3 separate regions of the Mus musculus genome follow, and all the other regions are linked to region 2. Evidence: chromatin contacts called from public ChIA-PET and Hi-C data. All regions are on one chromosome and are shown on one strand. Each heading gives the region's core, a stretch centred on a gene start, on an enhancer-like site or on the middle of the called end of the contact. The rest is flanking DNA. Distances are from core to core; before and after follow the strand shown.

What was found. Hi-C and Micro-C count contacts between places; a contact is called where the count stands out from the background. ChIA-PET counts read pairs in DNA pulled down with a chosen protein or histone mark.
Region 1: a Hi-C map of bone marrow-derived macrophages shows a contact between it and region 2, with 32 read pairs. The contact joins the enhancer-like site here to the promoter of Psmb6 in region 2. A contact is called at or near these places in 18 of 39 promoter capture datasets (the 3T3-L1 cell line, the C10 cell line, the HPC-7 cell line and 10 more), 3 of 484 Hi-C or Micro-C datasets (B cells, bone marrow-derived macrophages and neural stem cells), 14 of 115 datasets of contacts at active chromatin or transcription factors (bone marrow-derived macrophages, craniofacial prominence, effector CD8 T cells and 10 more) and 5 of 9 other capture datasets (adipose tissue, bone marrow-derived macrophages, embryonic stem cells and 2 more).
Region 3: a contact with region 2 is called in an RNA polymerase II ChIA-PET map of effector CD8 T cells, with 9 read pairs. The contact joins the enhancer-like site here to the promoter of Psmb6 in region 2. A contact is called at or near these places in 10 of 39 promoter capture datasets (the C10 cell line, the HPC-7 cell line, cranial neural crest and 5 more) and 3 of 115 datasets of contacts at active chromatin or transcription factors (effector CD8 T cells, fetal liver and memory CD8 T cells).

The regions. Positions count from the first base shown.
Region 1 is chr11:70,718,868-70,721,958 of GRCm38.p6, reverse strand. It overlaps Kif1c (kinesin family member 1C), which reads right to left. Exons shown (of 23, transcript NM_153103.2): 18 at 2,866-2,960. Among named protein-coding and RNA genes, the nearest start is that of Mir6925, 14 kb to the right of the region's middle. Within about 2 kb of position 1,483, at least 84 of the 459 cell types and tissues checked have an H3K27ac peak or open chromatin away from gene starts, as enhancers often do. A contact at or near this core is called in B cells, bone marrow-derived macrophages and pancreatic cancer cells, where this site is marked.
Region 2 is chr11:70,523,969-70,527,108 of GRCm38.p6, reverse strand. Psmb6 (proteasome (prosome, macropain) subunit, beta type 6) reads right to left here and starts at 1,752. Exons shown (of 6, transcript NM_008946.4): 1 at 1,614-1,752; 2 at 1,157-1,224; 3 at 684-815; 4 at 436-565. The coding sequence starts at 1,712.
Region 3 is chr11:70,296,782-70,299,703 of GRCm38.p6, reverse strand. No RefSeq gene overlaps it. Among named protein-coding and RNA genes, the nearest start is that of Gm40192, 7.2 kb to the right of the region's middle. Within about 2 kb of position 1,398, at least 57 of the 459 cell types and tissues checked have an H3K27ac peak or open chromatin away from gene starts, as enhancers often do. A contact at or near this core is called in the HPC-7 cell line, effector CD8 T cells, hematopoietic stem and progenitor cells and 1 more, where this site is marked.

The DNA.
Region 1 (3,091 bases), core at 234-2,733, 200 kb before region 2:
CAATAATCCCTGCTCTCCCAGACCTTAACCTGGCTGGTAAGGCGGATGAAAATTAGGATAACTCAAGGCCAGTGAAGATGACTTAGCAGGTGCAGGCATTTGCTGCCATGCCTGATGAGTTCAATCCTCCCAACGCATATGGCAGAAGGAGAGAACTGACCCCTGAAAGTTGCCCTCTAACCTCCACACGCATGCAGACACTAAAGAAGAACATATTTCAACAGGATGATTGCAACTTTTGTTTGTTTTTCGGGTTTCTCTGTGTAGCCCTGGCTGTCTTGGAACTCACTCTGTAGTCCAAGCTGGCTTTGAATTCACAGAGATCAGCCTGCCTCAGCTTCCTGAGTCCTGGGACTAAAGGCGTATGCCACCACTGCCTGGGAATTCTAACAATTTTTTAAAAGCAGATAATCTAAAGATTATCTAAAGGATGAAACAGGGGTGGTGTTGCAGGAAGAAAGTGGGTCCAGGTGAGACGACTGCTCCAGACCAGAGCAGGTGCTTTACCACCTTTCTTGAGACAGGGAGGATGGCCTTGAACTCCTGGTTCCCTGCTCCCCACACCCCACACCCCAAGGGGTTGGGATCACAGCCACAGCACAGTTAGCTGTGTGCAGTACTGAAGGGCAAACTCCTGGCTTCACACAAGCTACAGGAGCGCTCTACCACATCGGCCACATTCCCAACCCTCATTTCCTCAGGAATCCAGCAGCCAGGGACACAGCCAAGGGCACAGCCCCTGAAACTGTCAGTCTCTGATACGGTCCAGCTCTGTTGTTTTCTAGGGCTGATTACCTAACCTGGACACCTCAGCTCTGTCTCCTGTGACTGAGTGAGACAACTCAAAGAGAAAAATAGATGGTCAGTCTATAACTACTGCATGTCCCCAGCGCCTACACCTTCTCTACCTACCCCTGGTAAGTCTTAAGTCTATCGTTAGAACAGCCCAGATGAACCAAACCTTTACAGCCCACCCCCTGGAGCACAGACACATTGACTGTTTTTATTGTAACATATGTCACAGTCGTGCACACCTCCTCTGACACATATGCACTCTGGAGCATGGGCTTGCCCCATGGGTGTCAGTCACATAGCCACATGCCTATGTGTCACCTCCTCTGACACACTATAGACTCCTAGGACATTGCCATACTGAAAAGGGCTTCACAGACTGTAATATCTGCCTTCGCAAGCTTACTGCCCGAGGTAACCACAGAACAGGAACTTGGCAATATCTCACTGTTCTGAACTGATTCAACTGCTTCCAGCCCCTCAAAGAGGAAGCACTTGTTCACCATGGGGACCAGACTGACTGCACCAATCTGTTAACCCTGAACCAAACTGAAACTGAATGTCTTAACCTGAGCTGTAAGCCACTTGAATCTTTTCCTTCTTTCTTTTTCTCTTTCTTTTCCCTGCTCCAGGCCCTGCTTGCTCCGGCCCATAGGTTTTTTTATTTGTTTCCTCATTACGGATGGTTGTGAGCCACCATGTGATTGCTGGGATTTGAACTCATGACCTCTGGAAGAGCAGTCAGTGCTCTTAACTGCTGAGCCATCTCACCAGCCCTTTTTTTAATTTCTTAATGGTCTCTACACACTGCCTAGGCTCCCACCCAACTCCTGGGCTCAAGTGAGCCTCCTGCCTCTGCCTCCAAGCACATTCTGGCTAATTCTTAGTGTCTGCTGCACTAGCATGTGGACCTGAGTTTTCTATTGCCAGTATGAGCTGGCCGTGGTAATGCACAGTGTCACCAGAGAGCTGAGAGGAGTGGAGAAGGTGGCTCTTTGGAGCTCCCTGGCCACCCAGTCTTGCTGAATCATTGGGCTTTTAGGTTCTCAGAAAGACTGTGTCACCAAAAAAGAATCCAGGGAAACGATTACAGAGGACAACTGATGTCAATCTCTGGCCTTGATATGAACACACCACACACACATACCCATACAGACACATATCACACACAAAAGTGCTGAAAGCCAGGTATAGAACCTGTATTCCTAGTCTTTGAGTCGCTGAGGCAATATAATGAAGAGTGTAAGGTCAGTCTGACCTACACAGAGAGAACCCAAAGCAAACAGAAAATGTGTTGGGGTGAAGGGCTCAGTGCTAGTGCACAGGGCTCAGTGTTAAGAGTGCTTGTCTGGCAGGCACATGACTGAAGCTCCAGGTTCAGTTCCCAACAGCACACTCTAAGCTGTTCAAGGCTTTGATATGTCAAACAAGCTGTCACCCTCAGAACCTGGATTTCTTTGTTTGTTTGGTTTTTCAAGACAGGGCTTTTCTGTGTAGCCCTGGCTGTCCTGGAACTTGCTGTGTAGACCAGGCTGGCCTGGAACTCAAGAGATTCTTCTGCCTCTGCTTCCCAAGTGCTGGGATTAAAGGCGCATGCCACCACGCCTGGCTAGAACCTGGGATTCTTAAAAACTTTACAGTTAGAGTAAGGCCTAAAGGGCCCAAGAGCTTTGGAACCACAGAGATACCAAGGTCATTTAGCTCTCAGAAACCTTGCCACCATAGCTGTATTGACCCAAGTTTCCCACAGAGACAAATTCAGATATCCCATTGATACAAAGATGGGTTTCAAACATAATTACCATAATGCTAAGGGGAAAAAAAGAATGAAGAAGGCAGTATTTCTATTTCCTCATTACCCAGACCCCACTCTCCAAGGTACAGCAACGTGCTACTTGTGCCTCAAGACCCCAGCTGTCCACAGCCACGCATACAGCCATCACCACACTGCTTACCCATGAGCTCGCGCTGCAGACGGAGAGGAAGCACCCCTCTTCTGCATGGCTCGCTCTCTGTGTGGTACCTAGGCCCCCTCTCCATCTTAGCCATTCTGCTCTCCCCCCTGACCATTACCTTCTCCATCAGGCTGAGGGATGCTGCGGAAGAGGCAATGCTGCTCCCGGATGAACTGGCCAGTCAACTTGATGTCCACATCTACTTGGCCAACCCTGGGGGAGCAATGGCCAACATTTTCTAAGCATGTTCAGTATTTACCAACTGCCTCCTAAGTACCAGGAGTACCAGCTCATCCAGCTCAGTGAGTCAGATGTTAATCTCATTTCACAAACAAGGACACTGG
Region 2 (3,140 bases), core at 503-3,002:
ATTTTGGTCTCGGGAAAGTTAATGGTGAGGTAGAGACAGAAAGAGAAACTTAAAAAAAAAAAGGTGTTTGGAGTGGGGACTAGGGATGGCTTGGGTGGTAAAGGGCCTGCTAAGGCAAGTATGAAGACCTGATTTCAAATCCCCAGCACTTATGTAAAAGCTGGGCATGTGTATCTGTAACCCCAGCTCTGGGAGTAGGGTGCAGGGTGTATAATTGCTAGAGCTCATTGGATAGGCAGCCTAGCTAAAAGTGAGCTCTATCTTCAGTGAGACTGTCTCATGAGGAAGACAACCCTGGCACACCTCTGGCCTCCACACACATGTACCCATAAGGATACATGCATACAGGACGGACAGACAGACAGACAAACAAAATGGCCGAAGGGGTGGAGCATCAGAGGTGTGACTCCAGTACTCTGGTGAGGAGGGCCTGACCTGCCCTCCTTCTTGAGGGTCCCAGCCTGCAATGATGATTCCTGCCATCAGATCTTCTCTGTACCGGTAACACATCTCCTTAAAGAGACTGGCGGCTGTGTGGACTAGTGGAGGCTCGTTCAGTTCAATACTAGAAGGTGGGGTTGGAAGATCACAAACAAAGCAATATCAGGATCTGGAGTCAGGCCTTTTAGTGCCTTATGTTCCAGAGCCTTCAGGGTCGTTGTTCCTCCCCTGCCCACAAGTACCTGTGGAAACCAAGCTGGTAAGTGACAGCGTCTGCCACTGCTTGGGTATCAGCGGCTGAGCCTGAGCGGCAGCAGAAGATGTGATCGTGGATAGGGGTCAGCTTGTCAGTCACTCGATTGGCGATGTAGGACCTGCAGGATGGCGGAAACAGTGAGAAGGAGCCCACTTGCCTCCCTCCTCCACCACATCACCGTCTACTCCCTGCAGCTCCAGGGATACAAATACTGCTACCACCTACTAGTCCTCATGGAAAATGAAGCCGGATGAATGGAGAACAGACCTTTACTGGTAGTTCACCAAAGGGTGAGGGGGCCTGGAAACCACAGAATTAGGAACAAGTCCTTATTATCTCCAGGTAGTGGAGAAACTTCTCTTGCCACAGTGGTCTGAGGAGGGTAAGGATGGGCTGACAGGCAGGAATGGTATATGTTTGGAGTAGGGGAAACGGGAAGACTTTCTGTTTTGAGCTCACCCAGTGGTTGTCCTGGAGTCCGCTCCTAGAACCACGCCCCCATTAAACTGCACAGCCATGATCGTGGTCTGGGAAGAATAGTGTAAAAAAGGTAACTCTTTTAGCCTTACCGCATTCTCGAGTATATACCGACCTCAATAATTCTTCACCCGGATTTTATAATGCAAAATTCGTGCTCCGCGAACCTATTATCAAATCTTAAGGGGGCTCAACACGTCAGAGAATATAAAAACTACAATCTCCAAACCCCAGGATTCAGACTCTTATGCTTCAGCCTACTGTTCACCTCTCATCACGAAAGGTATCACCCCACGCCAGCATTCAAGGAATCCCTCTCCCTCTCGCAGAACACAGCGCTCCCCCCCCCCCAACCCACTCAGTCAAACCCACTCGGGCTTCATGTTTTTCCTCCCGTCAGGCCTAGTACATGTCTTCCGAACTCTGGCTCTTTCCTCACCCCTGTGGAGACTTCCCGGTTTTCCCAGTCTGGGGTGAGAGCCTCCGGCCCAAAGGCCGGTGCAGACCCCGCTCGACGAACAGCTAAGGCGGCCGCCATCTTCCTCTGCTACTCTGCCACAAAGCAACCGTCGTAAAGCGCTCCGTCACTCTCTTTAGTCCGCCTCTGTGGCCTTCTGGGAGCGAAGCTGCTTGACGGCAGAAGGGAAAAGACAGAGGTAGGAACTCGTCGTTAGAGTCAGTGGGCACTTTACGGCAGTGTGTCAAATTACCAAAAAAAAAAAAAAAAAGAGGCGGGTCTAGGAAGGGGGGAAAAGGGCGGAGCCTCTTCTCAAAGATTTGCCTCACCAGAGGCTTGTGGCTCCCGGAGGCAAAGGATACTTGGAAATGAAGCCTAATTTACATTATAAGGTTTTAGGTGTGTGTGTGTGTGTGTGGGGGGGGTCGTTTGTTTGTTTTGGTAACTTGATTGTATAGTCTGAAGTATGTGGGTTTTGTAAATAACAACGTTGTGTCGCAATGTTAACAGGTTGGATACACTATAACCTGATTGGTGTCCTAGTTCAAAGAACCCACAAGATAAGAGTACAAACTGGAATGGTCAGGTCGTGTTTTCAATAGTCCGGGGTACCTACTTCCCGGGTCCCACAAGAACTTTTGAAGAAGCTACAATTGTTTTTTGGGAGCATCTATACCCCTTGACAATCACCCCTGCCATATCTGAGGGTTTCCACCGTTACACATTCTCACCTATGTATTATATTTTTAATACATTTTAAATCGTGCCATTCGAGCTGAGACGAAAAGATGGACCATCTAGAAACTGCCATATCCGGGGATCCATCCCATAATCCGCTTCCAAACGCTGACACCATTGCATACACTAGCAAGATTTTGCTAAAAGGACCCAGATATGGCTGTCTCTTGTGAAACTATGCCGGGGCCTGGCAAACACAGAAGTGGATGCTCACAGTCAGCTATTGGATGGATCACAGGGCCCCCAATGGAGGAGCTAGGGAAGGTACTCAAGGAGCTGAAGGGATCTGCAATCCTATAGGTAGAACAACAATATGAACTAACCAATACCCCCCCTGGAGCTCGTGTCTCTAGCTGCATATGAATCAGAAGATAGCCTAGTCGGCCATCAGTGGAAAGAGAGGCCCATTGGTCGTGCAAACTTTATATGCCTCAGTACAGGGGAACGCCAGGGCCAAGAAGTGGGAGTGGGTGGGTAGGGGAGTGGGTGGGGGAGCGTGTGTGGGACTTTTGGGATAGCACTGGAAATGTAATTGAAATAAATACCCAATAAAAAAATATGGAAAAAAAAAGAGTCATTACAATGAAGAAATCATTTCTTGTCTAATGAATTATGTAGGTTGGTTCTTTATATAAATACTTGGGCCAACTCAATTCTTGTATACTAAAATTCTTGATTTTATAATTAAATATGGTTTGTAGAATAAAAAAAAATCGTGCCATTCTAGTGCATGTGGACGTGAGTGTATGATTTTGATTTGTTTTCCCCGAA
Region 3 (2,922 bases), core at 149-2,648, 230 kb after region 2:
GTTGGGAGAAAGTAGTGTGGGAGTTGTGTAAGCATCAAAAGAGAAAGCCGGTAGAAAGGTTGGAAATTTGAATAAGCCCCTGGCCTAAAAATATGTCTAACAAGAAAGGGATAGAAGAGAGTTACGATTGGGTTTTCAAGTTCAGTGGCAGAGAAAACCCAACAGAAATAGAACACAAAATAATCTTAGCATTGCTAACAGAAGGAGCTGTCAGTTGAGTTGATCAAGATCCTGTGATTACTGTGGTCACTGTGAGGATCAATATACAGCCTTCCCGAGTATGTGTAAAGTTATGATTTAAAGCAAAGCCAACAGATGGGTGTGGTGGCACACACCTTTAGTCCTGGCCCTCAGTGGGCAGAGGCAGGTGAATCTCTGTGAATTCAAGGCCAGCATGGTCTACATACAGAGTTCTGGGTTAGCCCAGGGCTACATAGTAGATGATGTCTTAAATTAAAAAAAAAAATAAATGTAAAGCAAACAGTCCATTTATGAAACAATGTAAATATTTTCTGTGTAAATAGACCTACAGACACATGAAATCAATATACATACTTGGAGAGAATTGTGGCATCCAGAAGCAGACATATACGACAGTAAATGTAAGTCAACTTATTGCACCTACTGCTAGAAAATAAGTTTGTGTTAGCATAAAGCTGCACATAAAAGACATGCTTAAAACTAATCAGGAGGCTAAGTGAAGAGGGTTTGTGTTTGTGGATTAGTTTGGGTGTTAGTATAAGCTCATGTTTAGCTTTCTCAATATGGATGGTTATATATTAAAATATTGCTGTGGGGCTAGAGAGATGGCTCAGCGGTTACGAGCATTGACCGCTCTTCCAGAGGTCTTGAGTTCAAATTCCAGCAACCACATAGTGGCTCCCGACCATCTGTAATGAGATCTGATGCCCTTTTCTGGTGTGTCTGAAGACAACTAAGGTGTACTCATATATAATAAATAAATAAATATTTAAAAACGAAAAAATTTGCTGGGCAGTGGTGGTGTACGCCTTTAATCCCAGCACTTGGGAGGCAGAGGCAGGCGGATTTCTGAGTTCGAGGCCAGCCTGGTCTACATAGTGAGTTCCGGGACAGCCAGGGCTACATAGAGAAACCTATTTCAATAAACCAAAAAAGATAAAAATAAATAAATAAAAAATAAAAAATTGCTGGACGTAATCCTAGAGCTTGAGTGGTAGAGGCAGGAGGATCACAAGTCCAAGGCCATTCCCTATTGCATAGCAAGTTCAAGGTGCTGTGGATTTCAGACTTCTGAGAGAAGTCAGACACTGGAGGGGAGACCAGAGAATCATCTGCATCTCTCTTAGGAGAGGAGAGAGCAGGCATCAGAGGACTGAGCCTGGAGACACACCTCCTCTCTGGTGTGAGGGGCAGGAAGGAAGGCGTTTGGGTGAGCCTCAGCACCTGCACAGGAAACTGCTGTCTTCTAAGTGTAAATTTGTCTTATATATGATTTGAAATCTTGAGAGACGGGGTGTGAAGACACACAGAACATTTTTAGGGACCGTGGGAGCAAGGCACGCCCTTCAATTGTGTGTAACCTTTTATAGTTAGCAGGCACTGTGTGCATAAATACTGCCCTCCCGCTCTGCAGCCGAAGAACACTGGTGATAAACAGTTCTGCTTCCGCCACCCACCTTATCCCTCCTTAGCCAGTATCCTCGGTCCTCTCACGACAAGCCCCTAATCACGCCACAGCCTGCTCCAATTTCCTCAAAGTGTCAGCCAGCCAGCTACTGTTTGTTGGATGGGAGGGGAAATTCTTCAAGGGTCAGACGTGAGTTTGATCCTGGCACAGTGGTATACATCTGTGATCCCAATACTCCCGAGGCTGAGGCAGGGAATGGAGAATTCAAGTCCAGCCCTGGGAAACTTGCTTCTGCTTCTGAGGTTTTGCCAGTGGTGGCTCTCACACCCACTCCATTCCACCTTCTTCTGGGTTGCGTCCTTAAAGATGGCAGCTTCAGGAAGACCCCAAATGTGTGGCTTCAATCAAGCCTTGTGCCTGCTGCCCTGGGATGGGATATCCTCTAGGCAAATAGTAACACAAACACAGTGGTAATTTCCCTCTGCGTAGTGGGAGGTGCTGCCTCTCCTGGGAGGTCGGAAGGGTAGACTTTCCTGTGCAACAAAGAAACCGTGGCTCAGATGAGCTGCAAGCTGCACAGGCCCAGAGAGCCACTAGAACTCAGGATTTCTGATTCCAAGCTCAGTGTGTGTGTGTGTGTGTGTGTGTGTGTGTGTGTATCATATGTATTTTGTTGCAGTGACTTCTTAGGTATTTAATGTTAAATTATTTTATGATACTTAAATATAATTTGTTATTCAGCATTATTAGGCTTCATGTTTTCTTCATCTTACTGAATTTGTTAATAATGAAGAGTGTGCTGAAAATAAAGGACTCTTCATCCAGAAAACAATACATCTACAGGAAGTTTAGATAGGATTTAGGAGACCCATATATATTTTAAACCCAGCAACGAGGAGGAGGATGCTTGGGGTCTATACTGATAACTTAGCTATAAAGTCTGTGGCCTTAAGGTCTCTATTTGTAAGAACTACTTTACAAGATCATGGCTTAGAAGCCAAGCGCCGGACTTTTTTTTTTTTTTCCCAATTTGAGGTGATTGCACAATAGACTCATGGACCAACAACAAAGGCAGTCAGTTGGAGCAACGTACCTCTGATAGCCATGGAGTCACAGAAAGCCAGTCTCTTGAAATAGGACAACATAGAAAACCAGGAGATTTGACAGGGACAAACTAAAAATTTCGCAGAAACTATTTTTAGACAATAGTAAAAGAAATTTTGCTTATGAACCCGGAAAGGATGATATCTGATGGTCAGAGCCTGGGAGTGGTTGCCAAGCAACCCTGTAGCTCCCCAGTGGACTCAGTCCTG